2 separate regions of the Salvelinus alpinus genome follow, and region 2 is linked to region 1. A link is a contact called in public Hi-C data. All regions are on one chromosome and are shown on one strand. Each heading gives the region's core, a stretch centred on a gene start, on an enhancer-like site or on the middle of the called end of the contact. The rest is flanking DNA. Distances are from core to core; before and after follow the strand shown.

Region 1 (5,068 bases), core at 595-3,094:
GCCACTGGGTTTCTATGGTCATAATATGCAGACCTAAGTTTGTCGCCAGCATTCCCGCCTTTAGGACAATGACTCACATTGTTAGGGCGGAGACATGAGCATCTCGTCATTATATAGAGATCTCTGGTTTCAGCTACTTGCGAATTACAAAATAAAGTTGGCGTGCACCGTGCACTGCTCGGATGCTAGTATCCCCTAAAGTAAATGTATGTTTTGCCAAAATTATATAATTACTCCTGTATAAATAACTTAATTAAAAATACTTTAACAGAGAGCTTGACTTTGCCACAGATGGTCATTTGCTTATTTAAAAAAAAACGCTGTGGATTGTTTCAAATCACAAGTGCATAGGCCTATGTGTATTTGGGCAGCGCGCGTGGCAATAGGCCTAGCTGATTATTGAGATGTGGCTGTCAGTGAAAAGCGTCTAAAATGAGTGAAAATAATGTGTCTTGAGTATAATTAATGTTGAGACAAGAAGGGGAGGGGTGTGTGGCGAAGATATGGCCGTCTCTCTCCAGAATGCTTGCACTCAGCTCTCCAGAATGTGCTCAGCTGTCTCCCACCAACTCTGTCACATGCATTGTTTAATTGTTTTTCATAACCATCATTTAGTAGTTTTGTCGATATTGTTGAGGGACAGGTGAGCCTGACTTGATACAATACTGCACTTCACCAGTGATAGCTCAAGTCCAGACAGATAGAAAAGGCCGACAGGCGCTGTAGAGATTAATGCAATTGAAACAACCATCCTTTTAAATCAGGATATTTTATAATATTTTTATTTGCCGGCTTTAGGTCTATGTATTTTTCTTAGTTGACATTAGAAGTTAAAGGCCTACTGCTGCATTGGCCTATATGCGATCTCTGAGTTCATTGCGCATATTTCTTTAGCCACCAATGGATCAAGGTGTATCAATGTGTCCATATGGCTGAGGCTGGTGCACTTTCTTGCTTTAGGTGAATTTTAACTTTAAGATTCGTATAATTTCAATTCAGATTTTTATGATTAAGCACGTGACAATACTTTTGAGAAAGGAAAGCCTTATTATTGAAATTAAACTATTCCATGAAAATGCGCATCTAGAAATAATCATAACCGGCACGCAGATATGTAGAAATGGTAGGATAAATTGTAAGCTTCCCCAAACTTGAAATTCACGAGCTGCCTATGGTCTTAATTATAACACCCATTAACAAAATTATTGCACACAGGAGGTCCCGTGAATTAAAACGTCCCGCCTATAGAATGCCCGTCCAACTGATGAGTTCTGGTGCCGGCCCTGGGCTATTAATTCAATCAAACAAACAATGACATTCATCTAGACAATTATTCAAACATATTATTTGTATGGATCATAAAACAGTAGCCAATTACCTCTGGGCTGATCATGCAAAGTTTCTGGAGGCAGAGGAAGTCTGTCTAGCAGAAATTCATTTGAATCTCAATTCAAAACATAGCCTATGGGCAGTTTATTTTCTGTGGAATAATATGCTACATAATGCAGCATAGACCTATACATTTCGATTGGATAACATGCATCTAAGAATTGAGAATACACAGTCGTCTATCCCGCCACTACTGTCTTGAAGCGGAGTGCTAAGCGGGTAACCAGATATTCAAAAACAATACGTCATCCCACAATGCACCGCGCTTCATCTCCTCACTCTATTACCTCATCCCATCAGCCACCGCGAGACTGAGAATCTTCTGGGTGGTCGTCTAGGCAACACGCCTGATCTGAAACATTAGAGAACGCCCCGCAAATCGCCAGCAGCCAATGGGAGAGTGCAGAGGTGACATCATGTCTATTTTTAGAGGCCGTGGCTGCAGATAAGCTTTGCCTCCACGCTGGAAGAGTCAGTATACACACAGAGAGCCAGGGAGGTGTACTGTGAACAGGGGAGCTGTAGCAAGTTATAGCACCTAGAGCGTCTCATTCTGAGACCGTTGAGAACGGTGAACAGAAGCGAAAGAAGGACTTTGAAGAATGTATACATCATTCTGAAAATATCGCTGCAGCTGAATATTGTATTTGTTTGCGCGGTAGGCTACAAGCAGGAGTGCAAGTTGTTACATTTGTGTAGCGGCACGTTTCTATTCCAGAGACTCATGTTTCGGCTTCGGAGGTTATAAGGATTTCCCGACCTAGTAAGAAACTTTTCTCCGAGTTGTACAACTGAAAGAAGGAGAGAGGGCAGAAACATACTTCTCTGTCAGTGTGAGTAGCCTACGAGAGAACTTTCTAACATAGTTTTTGGTTTATCTTCTATGTCTAGAAAGATGGAAACTACCTTCTATGATGACTCGCTCAACTCTTTCTCCCAGCATGAGAAACCGGACTACGGATACAACCCCAAAGCACTGAAACACAGCATGACACTGAACCTGGCCGACCCAACCAGCACACTCAAACCTCACCTCCGGGCTAAAGCCAGCGACATCCTCACCTCCCCTGACGTGCAGCTCCTTAAACTGGCCTCCCCAGAGTTGGAGCGGCTCATCATCCAGTCTAGCAACGGCCTGATCACCACCACACCTACCCCGACTCAGTTCCTCTGCCCGAGGAACGTAACCGATGAGCAGGAGGGCTTTGCCGAGGGATTTGTTAGAGCATTGGCGGAGCTCCATCATCAACACGTCTTGCCCAATGCACCCGGGGTCCCAGTCACATCCGCTGGGCAGACAAGTATCAACAACCCGACAATACTCCCACCTGTTTCTGCCTTGACCGGGAGCAGTGTTTATAACAACAACATGACCATGCGCTCTGAGTCGCCTGTCTACGAAGACCTGAACACGTTCACCCCGGCTATCACCACCAACTCAGCCCTGGGTTACACCACCTCAGCCCCAGCTATGAGCTTTCCCTCTGCCCCGCCACAGCTCCCAGTCTATGGGCAGCAGTCTCACCCCCATCCCAGGCTCACTGCCCTGAAAGAGGAGCCCCAGACGGTGCCTGAGATGCCTGGGGAGACCCCCCCTCTCTCCCCCATCGATATGGAGAATCAGGAGAGGATCAAAGCCGAGAGGAAGCGCATGAGGAACCGCGTCGCCGCCTCCAAGTGCAGGAAACGGAAACTGGAGCGCATCTCCCGGCTGGAGGACAAGGTGAAGAATCTGAAGACTCAGAACTCCGACCTGGCTTCCACAGCAAACATGCTGAGGGAACAGGTCGCCCAGCTCAAACAGAAGGTGATGAACCATGTCAACAGCGGCTGTCAACTCATGCTGACGCAGCAGCTCCAGACCTTCTGAGGAGGAGAGGACACTTGGAGAAGAATAGAGAGAAAGATTTTGAACGAAAAGGACAAATCGTTTATAATTAACTGTCTGGCTGTGTCTTCGTGGCATTGTGACAGGGTGAACGGGACAGTAACAGCACGAGACTGGTGGGAGGGGACCGGGGCTGGTTGCCTCTTACTAGGTGCCTCGCAGGACACTGTTGCACGGAGGAGTTGGGGCTCGGGACAGAGCAGAGCGCGCGATAAAAATCGCTGGTGCACTATAGAGAAAGAAACAGCAGCAAATAGGACAAATGGATGTTTTGGTTCGTGTTTTTAATTGACTTGAAATTTGTTGGCCTTGACTAAGCTGTGCTTTTACGCATTGCCCTTCGGTGTAATTCAGTATTAGAAGAAAGACAAAGTGCAGTAGAGAATTTAAAACTGCCTGGCGCCAAAGGAGAGGGTGTGTACTCTAAACAGATTACAAAAAGCTGCCCAACTTCTGACTTACAATGTACTTTTTATTCTTAGTTATATTGAGTTAAAACAAACATTTCAAGAGTTACTTGTTTTTTAATGGGGTTCATTGTTATTATCTGTATATAAGATCAACCTGGAGTACTTACATTTACTATTTGTAATAAAAAAATACAGTATCTGTTTGTTCATTTTATGAGCACTTCAGAAACAAATAGATATTTAAGAAATGTAATAAACCATCTGAACTGAATACAATGCCTCTTGTGTTCTCTGTGCGTGCATGTGTGAGTGGGTGTGTGTGCACTAAAACACGTTCCAACATCTTGAGAGCAGCCAGTTCTCTGTACCTGAAGGGAGTGCCTTATTGATCCTGATGTTATTGAGTTTCATTAGTGATTGAGTCAATGGCCCTTCTAGCTCAATACAGCGCACTAACTGCTGTTCCGGGGTCAGATGTGTAGTCATCCCCTAATGGTTAAAATGGCACTCCAGTCTCCTTTTCACCTCATTCAACACCAAATTATACTTAACAAAAGGCACATCTCAGTAGGTAAGACATGACATTGCACAAGTAGGGGGAGGGCTTTCTTTTGTTTCTCCTCTATTATTCCTCAAGCAAGGGGGGAGGCCGATGACATCACAGATTCCCATCAGACCAACTCATTGAATGCCCAACTTGAAGTTTGCAGTTGTCTAAAAAAAAAACACGATTTTGCTCAAACCATATATATTTTTTACTCTTAAGTGTGTGTACTTTACTGTATACTTGGAATATTGCTTTTCAACAGTAAAACAAAAAAATTGCTGAAGGGGAAGTCTTTGCGCTTGAGTATTCTGAACCTAGACCTGTGGTTATAGGGTCAACCTCTACAGCAGGGATGTAGGCCAGTAGTGTATAGAATGCAACATTAGATGCTCCACCTTATGCCTCGTGTCCACTTGAGTCTCACCATCTAACAAGGTAAAACTAACACAGATACTGTATGTTGTAAAGTGGCCTACATTCACAGGCCTCAAGGGCATGCTTGACACACTGCTATGGCTCAGGAAACTATAAAGTACATTTTTATTGAATTACTCAATCATGATAATTTAAGTTATTTATGAAGTACTTAATGAATTTTAGCCAAAGTGTTCAGTAAGGTCATAGCACAGCTGAACTGTGTATTGTGTCTACTTAACTTCCTGTTGCCCCCGTCAACATGACAATTGGGTTGCTCACACAGCATCAAACATGATCACTGTAAACACGAGAGCAATAAACAACAGCAAGAAACATGGTAACTAATGTAATCAAACTTGAGTAAAAGCCTATGGCTACATTGTAACCAGACATGTTATATTGAGGTGTGGGCACTGG
Region 2 (5,609 bases), core at 1,176-3,675, 180 kb before region 1:
AGGGAACATGGGGAAGGTAGCCCTACTACCACTAGACAAAATGCCAATAGGCACAGTGTCTGTATCGGCTATTCTTAACAATGAAAGATGAAAGGTGCACATTGTTATATTAGCAGATCACTTCTTCTATGGTATTATGTAAAGGGTTGTTTATTGCACATGGACTTGTTACTACATTTGAAAGTTATCAAAATCCTTTGTTTAGAATATATTTTTACTTATTAATGTAACTCATTGTGTATTTATTCCTTGTGTATTCTTTTTCTATCGTTTTTCTCTGCATTGTTGAAGGGCATTTCACTGTTAGTCTACACCTGTTGCTTACGAAGCATGTGACAAATAAAATTAGATTTTTTTTATTTGATCGACATAAATTCAGCAATTGCATTCTTATATTACTCTGTAGGCTACTGACCTATTCAAGGCTTCCTCTGACATCTCACCATACATCTGCCTGTAGTTATTTAACTCAACCTGCAGGAGGTTTGTTTGTTGTGATTGAGTGGAGGGGAACAGCTGCAGGCAAGGTTCCGATAGATGGGTGTATCTTGGTGGTGGTAAGGACACCTAAGGAACACCCATATCAAACCACACTCCCAAGCCAACTCAGGTTTGGCTTCTGTCATTGCAGACAGCATTTCTTGAGGAGCAAGCATAGAGAATGACAGAGGCCTCTAGTGGCCAAAAGGCTGTATTAGCATGGTTAGTGCTATTGAGGGATTCCCCCATTTTAATGTAGTTAACTGGGTGGGACTTCCAACTTCATTGGCTGATCCCTCCTGGTGAGCCTGTTGTAGTCATGTCCAACACCTCCTTTGGCCGCATTTCCTTCCAGTTCTCTGCTGCCAATGACTGGAACGAATTGCAAAAATCGCTGAAGTTGGAGACTTATATTTCTTTCACTACCTTTAAATATCAGCTAACTGATCGCTGCAGCTGTACATAGCCCATCTGTAGGCTATCCAATATACCTACCTCATCCCCATATTGTTTTTTAATGTACTTTTCTGCTCTTTTGCACACCAGTATTTCTACTTGCAGATCATCATCTGCATATCTATCACTCCAGTGTTAATTTGCTAAATTGTAATTACTTTGCTACTATGGCCTATTTATTGCCTTACCTCCTCACGCCATTTGCACACACTGTATATGGACTTATTTTTATTTTTTTCTATTGTGTTATTGACTGTACGCTTGTTTATTCCATGTGTAACACTGTGTTGTTGTTTGTGTCGCACTGCTTTGCTTTATCTTGGCCAGGTCGCAGTTGTAAATGAGAACTTGTTCTCAACTGGCCTACCTGGTTAAATAAAGGTGAAATAATAATTTTTAAAAAGCTGGTGGGATAAGCCAATCGTGAAGAAGAAAATTTACTACTTCAAAATGGAGATTGCCTTAATGGCGTAGCCTATGCTGCCACATACGCCATAACGGCACAGATACAAAGATGAGTCCTATATCTATCTCTATGGGAGCAAGCACAAAAATGAAGCCAAATCAGAGGGTGTAGTTCCCCTTTAATTGTTTAAGTCCAGCGTTCCCTTCCAGCAATAATAATTATTCTCCTCTTTGACTGTGTATTTTCGTCAGTTCTTCCTTTTGCCATTAGAGTGCGATCAAATTATTTCTGGGGGTCTGTACTCTGTATTCCCGAAGTTGTTGACTGTTTGGCAGTTCTCAGCTGCCAATGGCTAGCTAGCAGTTTCTTACTGGCGCTAAAAAATGGATGATAGACATAATTTTTTCCAGTCATTACTGAATTATTTAATGTAAGAAAGAAAACATTAAACGTCATAAACAATTCATGGTCATTATTGGTAACCTCGTAAACAATTCATTTAGACCTTGTGTTTATTTGAAACAGAGTTTTATTTGCTAAAATGTGTGCCGTTGCCGGCTATTAAAAGGGACAGGCGGCTATTTGAGACTGCGTTTATTTTAAGTTTTACTGCATTCTAAATGTGTGTGGGCCTTATTATGAACAAAACTTACAGCCAGATGTTGGTTTTTCATATACTATGACGTCAGAGCCAATAATAGGCTAAGTTTGCAATACATTTTATATTAGGGTTAGTAGCCTAATCTTAATAAAAATGTAACTATATAAAAATGAAATAGGGAAAATAAATAGTAAGCTTTACACTAGTCACCTGTGCCTCGATAGGTGGGGATGATTTTAGGTAAGAAATGTTAACCCCTCCCCTGTTGTCCATTCAGGGTCGTGTGTAGCCAAATAAATGAAGCTGGTGGAACAAAACCAAAAATAAAAGGCTCAAGCGCAAGTCTCCACCATGTAATGGGGAAATGTGATTTAGGGGAGATTTGTTTTGAATGCAGCCTTGTGCTACAGAGGAGACATACATTTCACGGGATGTACAAATGTGAAACATCCGCTTGCCGTTTCAACTCCCTACCAAATGTGGAAGCCCAGTGGCCGCCAGTGGTGGAAGGCGGAAGGAGATGGATTTTGGCCGACATTCTACATATTTTCTCATCGATTAAACATTTGATCTTGATACTGTTTTATATTCCTAAAACTACAATATGTTATAAACATAGTGGGCTAAGTTTTTCAGACTTTACCCTTTGGCAAAGTTTTTTTTAAATCCCGTTGTTTAGGAGTGCAAAGGCGAATTGAGTTATTGCATACGCGCCTATTGGCCTAACGGAAAAATTTCGATATATGATAGAACTGGCCAATAGGATATCGCTAGCTCGTGCTTGGCTCTGCCTAGCTTGGTTTAGTTTGCTTACGTTTCCTTTTTACCCCTGTACAGTTGTTGGCGGTAATGCACCATAAATATTGGATGCAACCCGCCGTGAAACTCCACCGAAGAAGAAAAAAAATACTCGTCACCTTGCCCTGGAAAGAGAACCATGCCTGGGATACTGCTAGGAGACGTGTTCCCTAACTTCGAAGCTGAGACAACCATCGGCAAGATCAAATTCCATGACTTCTTAGGAAACTCGTAAGTGCTACTTTTGTAGGCTAAACAAGTCGGTGTGATCATCTGCTATTACTTTGTATCTGCACTGCATCAGCGTACTCAATTGAAAACAGTAGCCTAATAATTTACTGATGGTGTGTTTGTGTAACGACTATAACAAACTTGGTTGAATGTCCATTGCCACGAGCTCAGTGTGAAATTAGTCATACACTGAAGACACAAGTGTCATATAACATGATGGTAATTATAGTCGCTAAGCACCGGTCCAGGACCAGTTTCATATGGAAAGCGAAGCTCTGATCCCAGATCAGATCTGAATAATTCGAACATCTACTGTAGGCGAGGCTTCACGCGGGCTTATACAACGGTTTGTTACAAAATATGTTGTCCACAATCCACATTCAAACACTATTTCAGACACATTTGATTTGTATATAAATCCTTCCTGTTTAACATATACACTCTTGACCTTGCCCAGGTTTCCAGATAGCAATGTTTAGTATTGTAAAATCGACCAAAAATAAAACTTTTTTTTCTTCCCAAGTACAAATATCATGTCAACATTGAAGAGGTGACTCTGGGATCCTGGTCTTCTAGGCAGAGTTGCAAAGAAAAAGCCATATCTCAGACTGGCCAATAAATAGAAAAGATTAAGATGGCAAAAGAACACAGACACTGAACACTGCCTAGAAGGCCAGCATCCCGGAGTCGCCTCTTCACTGTTGACTTTGAGACTGGAGGATTGTGGGTACTATTTAATGAAGCTGCCAGTTGAGGACTATTGAGGCGTCTGTTTCTCAAACTAGACACTAATGTACTTGTCCTCTTGCTCAGTTGTGCACCGGGGCCTCCCACTCTTTCTATTCTGGTTAGAGGCAGTAGTACACAGCGTTGTATGAGATCTTCAGTTTCTTGGCAATTTCTCGCATGGAATAGCCTTTATTCTTGTTCTGAGAAATGGACTGACAAGTTTCAGAAGCAAGGTCTTTGTTTCTGGCCATTTTGAGCCTGTAATCGAACCCACAAATGCTGATGCTCCAGATACTCAACTAGTCTAAAGGACAGTTTAATTGCTTATTTAATTAGAACAACAGTTTTCAGCTGTGCTAACATAATTGCAAAAGGGCTTTCTAATAATCAATTAGCCTTTTAAAATGATCAACTTGGATTAGCTAACACAACATGCCATTGGAACACAGGAGTGATCGTTGCTGATATTGGGCCTATGTAGATATTCCATAAAAAATCTGCAGTTTCTAGGTACAATAGTCATTAGCAATGTCTACACTGTTTTTCTGATTTAAAAAGAAAGTTTTTCTTTCAAAAACAAGGACATTTCTAAGTGACCCCAAACTTTTGCGCACATCCAGACAAACAGTTGGCTTGGTCAAAGGTTTGGCCGTTACATAAGCATGATCCAAAAAACTCTTCCAACGTGGAGGAGCAGTGCTATCACAGCACAATTATACCTAATGTATTCCAGTGTTTTTATAGCTCAATCATTAACATGGGCCATGCTTTTACTTCAGTATTCATGGCTATAGTTAAATAATAGAAGAATATAAAGGGGTAACGGTTGGCACAGGGGAAGGACCCTCCAACATGGTAGATTTGGGCTGCTCTTTCTCACACACACATTATTATATTGCATATCTTTGGCTTTGCAAAGCCATGTGTGTGGTGCAGCCAGAGGGGGGGACTCGAGCATTTCCTGCCGCAGTTTTAAATGATTGTGCAGAACTAGACACAAGTTCAACTTCCCCCTCAAGGGGATTTAAGTTTCTACCGAACAGAGTAAATTATTTTTGTTTTTCTACTGCCGTTGCTGTGGTCCAATATTGAGGGATGGGAGAGTGGAGGAGTGGTAGAGGAAATAATATAACTTGAAATTTATACAAATCTCAAGATAAACTGGTTTACTGTGTTTTGTTAGGGTAGTTATTTCCTTTACTCTGTAGCTAAAAGCCTCTCATTTTGATGTGTTGGCACTCAGTACAGATTAGCCAGAGATTATTCTGTTATTGCAACACCCCAACAGTCCCCCACTCAAACACTGGTGGTTGCTACAGCTCTGTTTCCGGTGCAACGGGTTTAATACACTTTCTTATAAACTATTGCCATCATACAGAATGATGTGCAAGTGATTGTGGTACTTCAGTAAAAACCAATCAATAACTGTATTGTCTTACAGAAGAACACTTGTTGCTCTTTGGGGAAAAAATTCGAACCTCCTTACTGTCCCAGTCTGACACAATGAGTGGTGGGGGAAAGGAGGAGAGCAATGTTTAGAGGGCTTGCTTTTGTATTCCATGACTACGTTTCTATTATTTGGATGTACTATGACGCTAAAAAGGTGTGGTTCTACAACGCATGCGTAAACAGAACCTCTAGTTGTCCTGTTCTTTTCTTCACACTCTCTACCATACATTGTTTCATCATTGGTCAACCACACATTCCAGAGACTAGTCGCATGATTTTCAGTCTTTCCTTCCACCTTCCCTCACATAGTCAGATGGTGACACTCTGCCTCTCATTTAGTAAAAGTGAACTGATTAAATAAAACTCGCACTTGTCTAGCCTAATGTTTTCCTCAGCAGAGACTTACTCTCCTCTCCTCCAGATGGGGTATCCTGTTCTCCCACCCCCGGGACTTTACTC

What was found. A called contact is a pair of places that touch in the nucleus more often than the background predicts.
Region 2: a Hi-C map of red muscle shows a contact between it and region 1, with 7 times the contacts expected there. The contact joins the promoter of LOC139578515 here to the promoter of LOC139578512 in region 1. A contact is called at or near these places in 2 of 3 Hi-C or Micro-C datasets (muscle and red muscle).

Annotation. Positions count from the first base shown.
Region 1 is chr6:29,650,067-29,655,134 of SLU_Salpinus.1, reverse strand. It overlaps LOC139578512 (transcription factor Jun-like), which reads left to right and starts at 1,844. Exons shown (of 2, transcript XM_071406213.1): 1 at 1,844-2,222; 2 at 2,330-3,958. The coding sequence starts at 2,378. The coding sequence ends at 3,259. It overlaps LOC139578513 (a long non-coding RNA gene), which reads right to left and starts at 1,597. Exons shown (of 4, transcript XR_011675566.1): 1 at 1,379-1,597.
Region 2 is chr6:29,826,842-29,832,450 of SLU_Salpinus.1, reverse strand. It overlaps LOC139578515 (peroxiredoxin-6-like), which reads left to right and starts at 2,425. Exons shown (of 5, transcript XM_071406216.1): 1 at 2,425-2,972; 2 at 5,572-5,609. The coding sequence starts at 2,881.